2 separate regions of the Danio rerio genome follow, and region 2 is linked to region 1. The links are chromatin contacts, called in public Hi-C maps. All regions are on one chromosome and are shown on one strand. The core of a region is the stretch at or near the end of the contact, and the rest is flanking DNA. Distances in the headings are between cores, read along the strand shown. Region 1 overlaps wt1b (WT1 transcription factor b). Region 2 holds the start of prrg4 (proline rich Gla (G-carboxyglutamic acid) 4 (transmembrane)).

Region 1 (5,201 bases), core at 1,520-4,019:
GGTGGTTTACCATCTCCAGGTTGGAGGAAAGTCCTTACCCCAGGTGGAGGAGTTCAAGTATCTTGGGGTTTTGTTCACGAGTGAGGGAAGGATGGAGCGTGAGATTGACAGGCGAATCGGTGCAGCAGTAATGCGGTCGATGTATCGGTCTTTTGTGTTAAAAAAAGGAGCTGAGCCGAAAGGCAAAGCTCTCGATTTACCAGTCAATCTACGTTCCTGCTCTCACCGATGGTCATGAGCTTTGGGTCATGACTGAAAGGACAAGATCTTGAATACAAGTAGCTGAAATGAGTTTCCTTTGCTGGGTGCTAGGGCGCACCCCTATAGATAGGGTGAGGAGCTCTGACACCCAGGAGGAGCTCAGAGTAGAGCCGCTGCTCCTCTACATTGAAAGAAGTCAGCTGAGGTGGCTCGGGTTTCAGATGTCTCTTGGACACCTACCTAGGGAGGTGTTCCAGTCATGTCTGACGGGTAGGAGGCCTCGGGTAAAACACAGGACACTCTGGAGGGACCATGTCTTTCGGCTGGCCTGGAAATGCTCAGGATCCCGCTGGAGGAAGTGTCTGGGGAGAGGGGAGTTTGGGCTTCTCTCCTAAGACTGTTGCTCCTGCGACCCGGCTCAGGAAAAGTGGTAGAGAATGAATGAATGAATGAATATAATAATACATGTGAAGATTTTTTATAGTTCTTTAAATCATTGCATCATATCATTTATTATAAAAAGACATTTTCAGAAATTCTGCTGTCACTCGTTAAATATGCACAAAGGCATTACAGTGCAGTGTTGTTGTTGTTTTTTTTCCAAAATTAAGATGACTTTAAATGACCCAGCACATCTTGTCAAACATACCGTATACCCAGTGCATTCAGCAGGTCATGCGTGTAAAAAGATCAAGTAGAAAAAAAGTAAAAACAGTTCTTATTTACAAAAAGAGATGATCCAATATTATCCAAACACACACACACACACACACACACACACTGTGTAAACGGCAGTGTTTCCATGTTGTGTCAAGTCTGAATGGATTCATTTTGCTAGTACAGTTGTGATGTCTGCGACACGGTGGCTCAGTGGTTTGCACGATTGCCTCACAGCAAGAAGGACTCTGGTCCGAGCCTCGGCTTGGTCATTTGGCATTTCTGTGTGGAGTTTGCATGTTCTCCCTGTGTTGGCATGGGTTTCCTCTGGGTGCTCCGGTTTCCCCCACAGTCCAAACACATGCAGTATAGGGAAATTGAATAAACTAAATTGGCTGTAGTGTGTGTGTGTGTGTGTGTGTGTGTATGAATGAGCAGTTGTGAGTGGATGTTTCCCAACAATCACTGTGTAAAACATATGCTGAATAAGTTGGCGGTTCATTCTACTGTGGCGACCCTTGATGAATAAAGGGACTATGCCGAAGGAAAATGAATGAGTTGTGATGTCATCAGGTCACCCCTGGTGTACGGGTCAGTGTGTGTGTTTCTGTGTGTGTGTGTGTGTCAGACGGTGGGCTGCAGTTTGCTCATGTTTCTCTGATGCATGCTGTGATGTCTGACCAGCTCATCTGAGCGAGCAAACTTCTTCTGACAGCTCGGCCAGCGGCACGTAAACGGCTTCTCACCTGAGACAACACACACACACACATTTTAATCAAGTCTGTTCATCCGCAACTAATGGATGAAATGGTTAATGAGAGGTTTGAAAGAGGAGTCTTACGCACTTGTTTTACCTGTATGAGTCCGCGTGTGTGTCTTCAGGTGGTCCGAGCGTGAAAACTTTCTCTGACACGTCTCACACTGAAAGGGTTTGACGCCTGCAGGATATCACACACACACACACACACACACAGCTGTCGGCTCATGGTATTTCATAAATGTCAAAGGGATTAATTAGTGCGAGGTGGAATTGTAGTGAACAGCATTTGATTGGTGGGAGGGGAATCTTAAGTGAGCACTTCCAAGTTTTCCTATTTTCTCTAGATTTGCCATTCATGAAGTACAATATTCATTCAACTTGGTCCCTAATTTATCAGGGGTTGCCACAGTGGAATGAACCGCCAAGTACAACATTCATTAGTGTTTTATTTAAATATGACAAGATTCTACAAATGATACTGTACAGGAAAATTATCCTTTGGATTATTAAAAATACTTAAATATTGGTGGTTGGTTGTATGTAAAAAAAAAAAAATATATATATATATATATATATATATATATATATATATATATATATATATATATATATATATATATATATATATATATAACATATATTATACATTATATATATATATAATACACACATATGTAGATGTTATGTAAAAAAATTATATATTTGTAAATATAATAATTTTTATATGTAAAAATAAATATACAGTTGAAGTCAGAATTATTAGCCCCCCTGAATTATTAGACTGCTTGTTTATCTTTTCCCCAATTTCTGTTTAATAGAGAGCAGATTTTTCCAACACATTTCTAAACATATTAGTTTTAATAATTAATTTCTAATAACTGATTTATTTGATCTTTGCCATGATGACAGTAAATAATATTTCACTAGATATTTTTCAAGACACTTCTATACATCTTAAAGTGACATTTAAAGGCTTAACTAGGTTAATTAGGTAAACTAGGCAGGTTAGGGTAATTAGGCAAGTTATTGTATAATGAATACAGAATGTGTGTGTGTAGGGGTGTTTTCTGACCTGTGTGTCTGCGCTGGTGTCTCTTCAGCTGGTCAGACCTGGAGAAGCGGCGGCCGCAGCCCGTGTAATCGCACTGATACGGCTTTTCCCCTGAACACCACACACACACAAAAAAAAACATAATCCTCAATCACATTAGTTTACATATCGCATTATATTTGTTAAGGACTAAACTTAAAAGACGCCAAACAAAATAGAAGTCTCTGGCGTAAACACAAAGCGTCCACACGAGGGCACTGTCTGAATGCCCGGGTTCTACTTGTTGTTTTCTCCAAGCGTCATAAATCAAGTGTTTATCAGTAAAACAGAGCTGCGAGGTCACATAACTCACTCCAGATGCTTATTATTTCTGTTCGTTCTTGTGCAACTTAGAGGGCCCAAAAAAGCACCGTAATCTAAAATCAACCAAGGCTACATTTGGTGTATGTATATATATATATATATATATATATATATATATAGGCCTACATACATACACACACACATATATATGTATTTATATACACAGTGCAGACCATGCTTTGATCATCTTTTAACCTTTTTGTTTCTATATTTGTGGAAAAGAAGGGCATATTGTCTCAATCACCTGTGATCTAATCCTGGCAGTTCTCTGGTTAACAGGCAGATTGCTAAAGGACTACAAATCCGCCAGTATATTGACCACAAGTTCCAGTCATGCACTGCTCACACGCACCTGTTTTGACCCTTGCCTAGTTTGTTTGTTTGTTTACGTTGTCTGCTGCCTGCCTGTACTGACCACTTGCCTGTGTAATGACCACGACTCGGGATTTCTTGTACACACCTGTTTTCCCCTGTGTTGACCGTGAACCGTCCCCTTCACATTACCCATATGATATTAAAACAACACCAGGTTGAGTAAATAATACTTTAGATTTTCATTTCATCTTTAAAAAAAATTAAAAAATTTGAATATACTAATTATTAATCTGAAGCTGGGTGTTAAGTCCTATATTTGTTGTGTGTGATGAAAATCACCTGTGTGTTTCCTGCCGTGCATCTGCAGATGGGACAGTTTGAAGTATCTCTTACTGCAGCCTGGATAAGAGCAGACGAACGGCCGTTTCTCACTGCTGTCTGATGATGATTTACCGGAGGAAGGGATGCCTGGTACTCGCCGCACATCCTGGACAGAACAAAAAAAAAACATTTAAAAACCGGAGTATAATTGGCAATCAACAAACTCCACTGGCCAACTCTGCTGCACTTCTGAGGCTCTGTTTGTTTGAAGTTCTGCATCTTATCTTGAGGCCTGGCAAATATCAGTGCAGCTTTTAAAAGCCTTGATGGGAAAGCTTTACCACTGTAAACATACATATATGCACATTATTCTCTGGACACTATCAGCCTTCCAGAGCTCTGATGGATGTTTATTAATACCAAACGCACGCATGCATTGAACACCAGCAGTCTGTGTACATTAAAAGACTTTCCTGAGTTAAGTCATGTTGGTGTGCAAACAGCCATAGATTTAATCCACCTCATGCATTCATATTCTGCACACCACTTTTGCATTCCTGGGTCAGTTTTGACCGGGTGGCAATATAAGCTTATATAACAGTCCTGATTTAACACTAAAAGCATATCGCAACTTATTAATAACATCTAAGATTTAACTGCTTCTAAAGTGATTGTATCATTAACCATTTTATTAACCAACTGCATTTTGGTAACAAAAGTAAACACTTACTGGCCACTTTATTAGGTACACCTGTCCTGCTGCTAGTTAATAAAAATTTCTAATTAGCCAATCACATGGCAGCAACTCAATGCATTTAGGCATGTAGACATGGTCAAGACGATCTGCTGCAGTTCAAACCGAGCATCAAAATGGGGAAGAAAGGTGATTTAAGTGACTTTGAATGTGGCATGGTTGTTGGTGCCAGACGGGCTGGTCTAAGTATTTCAGAAACTGCTGATCTACTGGGATTTTCATGCACAACTATCTCTAGGGTTTACAGAGAATGGTCTGAAAAAGAGAAAATGTCCAGTGAGCGGCAGTTCTGTGGGTGTAAATGCCTTTTTGAGGTCAGAGGTCAGAATTTGGCGTCAACAACATGAAAGCATGGATCCATCCTGCCATGTATCAACGGTTCAGGATGGTGGTGTAATGGTGTGGGGGATATTTCCTTGGCACGCTTTGGTATTGTTGCTGACCGTATCCATCCCTTTATGACCACAGTGTACCCATCTTCTGATGACTTCCAGCAGGATAACTCGCCAGGTCATAAAGCGTGAATCATTTCAGACTGGTTTCTTCAACATGGCAGTTCACTAAACTTAAACGACCTCCACAGTCACCAGATCTCAATCCAATAGAGCACCTTTGGGATGTGGTGGAGATTTGCATCATAGATGTGCAGCCGACAAATCTGCAGCAACTGTATGATGCTTTCATGTCAATATGGACCAAAATCACAGAGGAATATTTCCACTATCTTACTGCCTCTATGCCACAAAGGAATAAGGCAGGTCTGAGGGCAAAAGGGGGTC
Region 2 (5,201 bases), core at 1,770-4,269, 72 kb after region 1:
AGCCGATTGTCTCTGTTTTCGGCTCATGTTTGAAATGTCAAAGACATTAAAATATTTGTGATATCTCAAGTCTTACACACACGTTAAACTGTTTTTGTACGGTAAATTTAACGAGTACAATTTAATAATCACTCTGTTCCATTACTTTGGTTGCCTAAAGTTTGTGTAATATTAAAATGTACTTTTATTTTGCAAGCACACATTGTTATTTACTGAAAAAAAATAGTTTTGGTAAATTTCAATCAAAATCTGACCATTTGCTTCTGTGTTTGGAGAGGTGGTGCTTCTCTGATGATGTCAGTTTGATGCTTTATTCCTAACCACGCCCCTCTTACCACTAGTTTGCTGTGAGGGAATGTTACACAAAATGAAATGCCCGCCTCCTACTCAATATTCCATGTCAGTTGGAAGTACATCAACATACTTGAAAGTCTCAGCAACTTCCAGTTCACTTGGACTTTAAATGAAAGGGATTACACTTTACTATACTCTTACTTTACACTGCATTGTACTCTATAGTAATGCAAGTGAACAGTCTTTGTACATCTATAGTCACTCAATGTTGGGTCAAATATAGACAAACCCAACAGTTGGGTTAAAATGTGTATTTAAATTTAATTGGAAAAAGCGTTTGGGTTTATTGGGTTGACTGAAAAGTTGCTTTATGCCAAGCTGCTGACCATCTCTTTATGAGCACAGTGATGAACATATCTTGTAAAGCTCTATTTCAGAAGGATAAAGCACCATGTCACTCTATATACATGACAGTGAATTCACTAAACTCATATATCCTCAATAGTCACCAATCAAATGTATAATCTATGTGATGAGCTGGACATACATCATGAAATGTGCAGCCAACAAATCTGAGCAGCTTTCATCAGACAAACATTGCCCAAAAGCTAACACGTAAAGCAACCAATCACAGTTTGTTTAGTATAGTGTCATGTTTAAGGCTATGAAAATGTAATGCAGATGCAATAATAGCAGACTAGAGCGTAAAACTCTCAACTTTGCCCATAGAAATTGATGATAAATAAAACAGCTATTGACCAATCAACATCAAGGATTGGACCTATCCTTTTGGCAACAAGTTTTTGGTGCCATCTAGTGATCCATTTACGTAAAATCAACCTGTGGTTCATAGCCTATGCTAAATATTCATCTATTTTCTTGTCGGCTTAGTCCCTTTATTAACACAGCGGAATGAACCGCCAGCTTATCCAGCAAGTTTTTAAGCAGCGAATGCCCTTCCAGCCGCAACCCATCTCTGGGAAATACGCTAAATATATTTCACCAAAAAATGTAACTGCTAATTTGGCAACCAAGATGAAGTTGATTTGGTTTTTCCACAGTAAAACATTGAATTTTTAGCTGAACCTGAATGTTTAACAGTCATTGGCACTGCATAAAACTAAATAAATACACGTGGCTCCTGATAATACATTGAGATCTTTTAAAGCAAAACATTTAGTCTGTGCAAGAAACTAAAGAGACTGTTGATTAATGGTATAATGTTGTAAATAATCTTCAAAATACATCTTGAATGCCCTTACAATAATTCGTTTTTTCAAAAGGATATTAATAATTGCAGTTAAATTATGGTAACCACAAACTAACTATGGTTTTACTGCTGTAAACATAGTTTGACCATGATATTCATAGTAGAAATGTTATGCAAATGATAATTAATAAGCCAAAAACATTATCGTTACAAATGCAGGCTAATAAAGCCCTATAAAGTGATTCTTTTAATTAATCGTAAACTAGTAAGTACTTTTATTGTTGTTTATGAATGTGAAATATAAAAATAGGTTTAATATATTCAATATATTTTTCTTTTTTGTTTTTATCAATTATAATAATCCACATCAAAATTACGAACGAAACCGTGTACTAAACCGCAAATATAATGAATGTCTGACCAATTAGTAGCCAAGACACTTAAATAAATAAATAAATAAATAAATAAATAAATAAATAAATGTAACCCTATTTACCTCGTGCTAAACATAGTATCTGGGCGCAGTTGTACAGCTTGCTCTGCGTGGGAAATTACAAAATTTAAAATAATAAAAATTATGAATTTTAGGATCTAAACCTGAGTAGCGTAAAGTGACGTCACACCTATTGAATATTCATGAACAAAAAAAAACTGACCAAAAAAAAAAGAATTACTCCGAGGGGAAAATTTCTTTGGAATTCTTTAATAGATAAAATTAATTGGAAAAAAGCTTGGCTCTTACCTTACAAATTGTGTGTTCCCAACAAAGTTAAAGAACTACATTTAAAAGTTTTACACAATATTTACCCCACAAATGAGATTGTTTCTAAATTTGGTAATTCTAATTCAAATTGTGTCTTTTGTAAATCAAGCATCGAATCAATTGATCATCTTTTTGCCAAATGCCCACATGTTAATATGTTTTGGTCTGATTTATCTGTTTATTTTTCATCAAAATGTAAGTTTAACATTAATTTTTCCATGTGTGATATAATTTGTTACTTTTATCATGAAAAACATGACATAGAATTTATAGGTAATTTATTTATTTTATTGGGTAAATATTATATTCATAAATGTAAATTTTCTTTATCAGTACCTAAGATGCAGAATTTTCTCTGTGACTTAAACTGTTTAATAACTACTCTACAAAATGTTTACAGCAAAAAAAAGTGTTAAAACTGTGAAATTTTATATAGACTTTATGAATATCGTTTAATTTGATAATCTGCCTCTGTACTCGGTAGTTTTTTCTTTTTTCTTTTTTTATTTACCTTTGTACTTGTTGTCATCCATTGTTATGATTAATATGTTTGTATTGTTAAAATACAAAAAAAAAAAAAACTGACCAGCACTCACAACGTCTGCCAGGTAGGCGTTACTTGGTTGAACGTCATGAAACTTAACAAATATTCATAAGCAAAGCCTTCGCAATAGTATGTTTCAGGGTTCATTTTCTTTCTCCGCTTTTCTAGTTAGGAAGTTCGATTAGTCAGGTCTGACCAGGTGTTTCCCAGCTCTACGGTTTGTGTGTGTGTGTTGTGAAGTTGAACAGCCGTTTCATTTCCTGGACCACAGAAAATGGCGTTTTGCCCAAACCATGAACGTCTTCAGGTGCTGTCTGGAAATTAATAAAAGTTTATAAACTCTGCACATATAAGTTACTATTGAAAGGTAAGTCCTATGCGTCTAATTCTGTCGATTTTAACCACGAAGGCTGATAAATCAAGTTGCTTTTCTGAATCGAAAACGAGCACAACCGAAACTAAAGCAGTCGTGGCTACGTTATTAGTTTGATATTAGTGTCTTTCTTCTGAATTGCTTCTATTCAGGTTCCCACATAACACAATATGGGTGTGTGTGGAATCCAGACGTCGTTAAACATCCAGAATTTTGTGTTTTTCTCTTACAGTTGACTAGAAATGCTTATATTTGTCCTCCTGCTGCTGTGTCATTTCACGTTATGTGGACACTGTGCGTGTACGAGGAAAACCCTTCAGATAGGAGCAGAACAAGAGAGTGAAGGTAAACAGTGTTTTAAAACAACCTTTAAACACTTCAATGTTTTTTTAAACCCAATGATGAAACTACTATTTACTGTTAACATACTGTTATTGAAATGCCATTTGAAATCCTGTTGTTCAGGTTTTATAAATTACGATTTGTCGTGTGTTTATATATATATATATATATATATATATATATATATATATATATATATATATATATATATATATATATATATGTATGTATGTATATGTATATATATGTGTATGTATATGTATGCCTGTTTATAACACACACGATAAATCATAATTAGGAAAACCTAGAAACATTGTGATCTGAACATAAACAACAGAAATGCCTTTGTGTGTGTGTTTGCGTGTGTGTATGCGTGTGTGCGTGCGTGTGTATGTGAGCACATGCAGCTATGGGAAAGTTATGTAATAATGAAAATAAATGACAATTGTTCATTAGTCATTAGTCTTTTTTTGTCAGGATTATTTAAGTTCATTTCACCAAAATATTGCTTTTTTAACTCTGAAGTTACAACCTTGTTATTTTGTTGTCTAAAAATAAAAATAAATGTAAACATATATTTCACTTTTTAACGTAATCTTCCTGCAACGGATGGAGATGCAACTTTTTTTGTATATAAAAAAAACTTTGTTTTTAATTTAGAAATATAGTTAGGAGTTTATATATATATATATATATATATATATATATATATATATATATATATATATATATATTTACATATTCACACATGCACATTAGGGCTGCACAATATTACAGTCGACCAGGAGGTACGGAATTGTATTTAATCAAAATCGTTATATGGTGGCTATATGGAATTTACATGATTCATGCAAAAAAAAAAATTTCTTTCTTTCTTAATTTTTGTCTTGTTTCTAATCCAAATATCTACATTTAAAAGCGAAAACAAGATTATTTTACTTACCAGATAATTTCCTTAAAACAAGCACAAAAAAACTCGTAATTTTAACTTATTTCTTCTGATGGTGAAAACTAAACAGTATTTTTACTTGACCTAAAATAATTTTTTCGATATTTGATCAAGAAACAGGACGAAACAAAGTAAGAAAAGCATTTTTTTGCATTGTGATTATTCAACTTCTGTCCCTGAATACTGTTAGGCTCCCCAGAGAATCTTTCGAAACTGTATTCATACCACAATATTATTGCAGAAAAATAAAACATTCAAATATCAGATTTTCCAATACCGTGCAGCCCTAATATATACAGTTGAAGTCAGAATTATTAGCCCCTCTGAATTATTAGCCACTCTGTTTATCGTTTCCCTAATTTCTGTTTAACAAAGAGAAAATATTTTTTGAACACATTTCTAAACATAATAGTTTTAATAACTCGTTTCTAATAACTGATTGATTTTATCTTTGCCGTGATGACAGTAAATAATATTTGACTAGATATTTTTCAAGACACTTCTATACAGCTTAAAGTGACTCTTAAAGGCTGAACTATTTTAACTAGGCAGGTTAGGGTTATTAGGCAAGTTATTGTATAATGATGGTTTGTTCCGTAGACCAGTGTTTCTTAACTGGGAACATTTTTAGTGGGTCGCGGAGTGTGAAGCAAAAAAAACAAGAAATGTTTAATGTTTAACTTATTTTGACTTTTATTTTGAAATGCGTGTACAACAACCCTACCG

The links. A called contact is a pair of places that touch in the nucleus more often than the background predicts.
Region 2: a Hi-C map of an unstated tissue shows a contact between it and region 1, with 5 times the contacts expected there. The contact joins the promoter of prrg4 here to the enhancer-like site in region 1. A contact is called at or near these places in 2 of 18 Hi-C or Micro-C datasets (caudal fin and an unstated tissue).

What each region holds. Positions count from the first base shown.
Region 1 is chr18:48,559,317-48,564,517 of GRCz12tu, forward strand. It overlaps wt1b (WT1 transcription factor b), which reads right to left. Exons shown (of 9, transcript NM_001039634.3): 6 at 3,687-3,834; 7 at 2,691-2,780; 8 at 1,704-1,796; 9 at 664-1,604. The coding sequence ends at 1,483. Among named protein-coding and RNA genes, the nearest start is that of wt1b, 23 kb to the right of the region's middle. Within about 2 kb of position 2,770, at least 4 of the 62 cell types and tissues checked have an H3K27ac peak or open chromatin away from gene starts, as enhancers often do.
Region 2 is chr18:48,631,261-48,636,461 of GRCz12tu, forward strand. It overlaps prrg4 (proline rich Gla (G-carboxyglutamic acid) 4 (transmembrane)), which reads left to right and starts at 3,020. Exons shown (of 7, transcript NM_001017637.2): 1 at 3,020-3,178; 2 at 3,417-3,529. The coding sequence starts at 3,427. It also overlaps a transcript of wt1b not described here.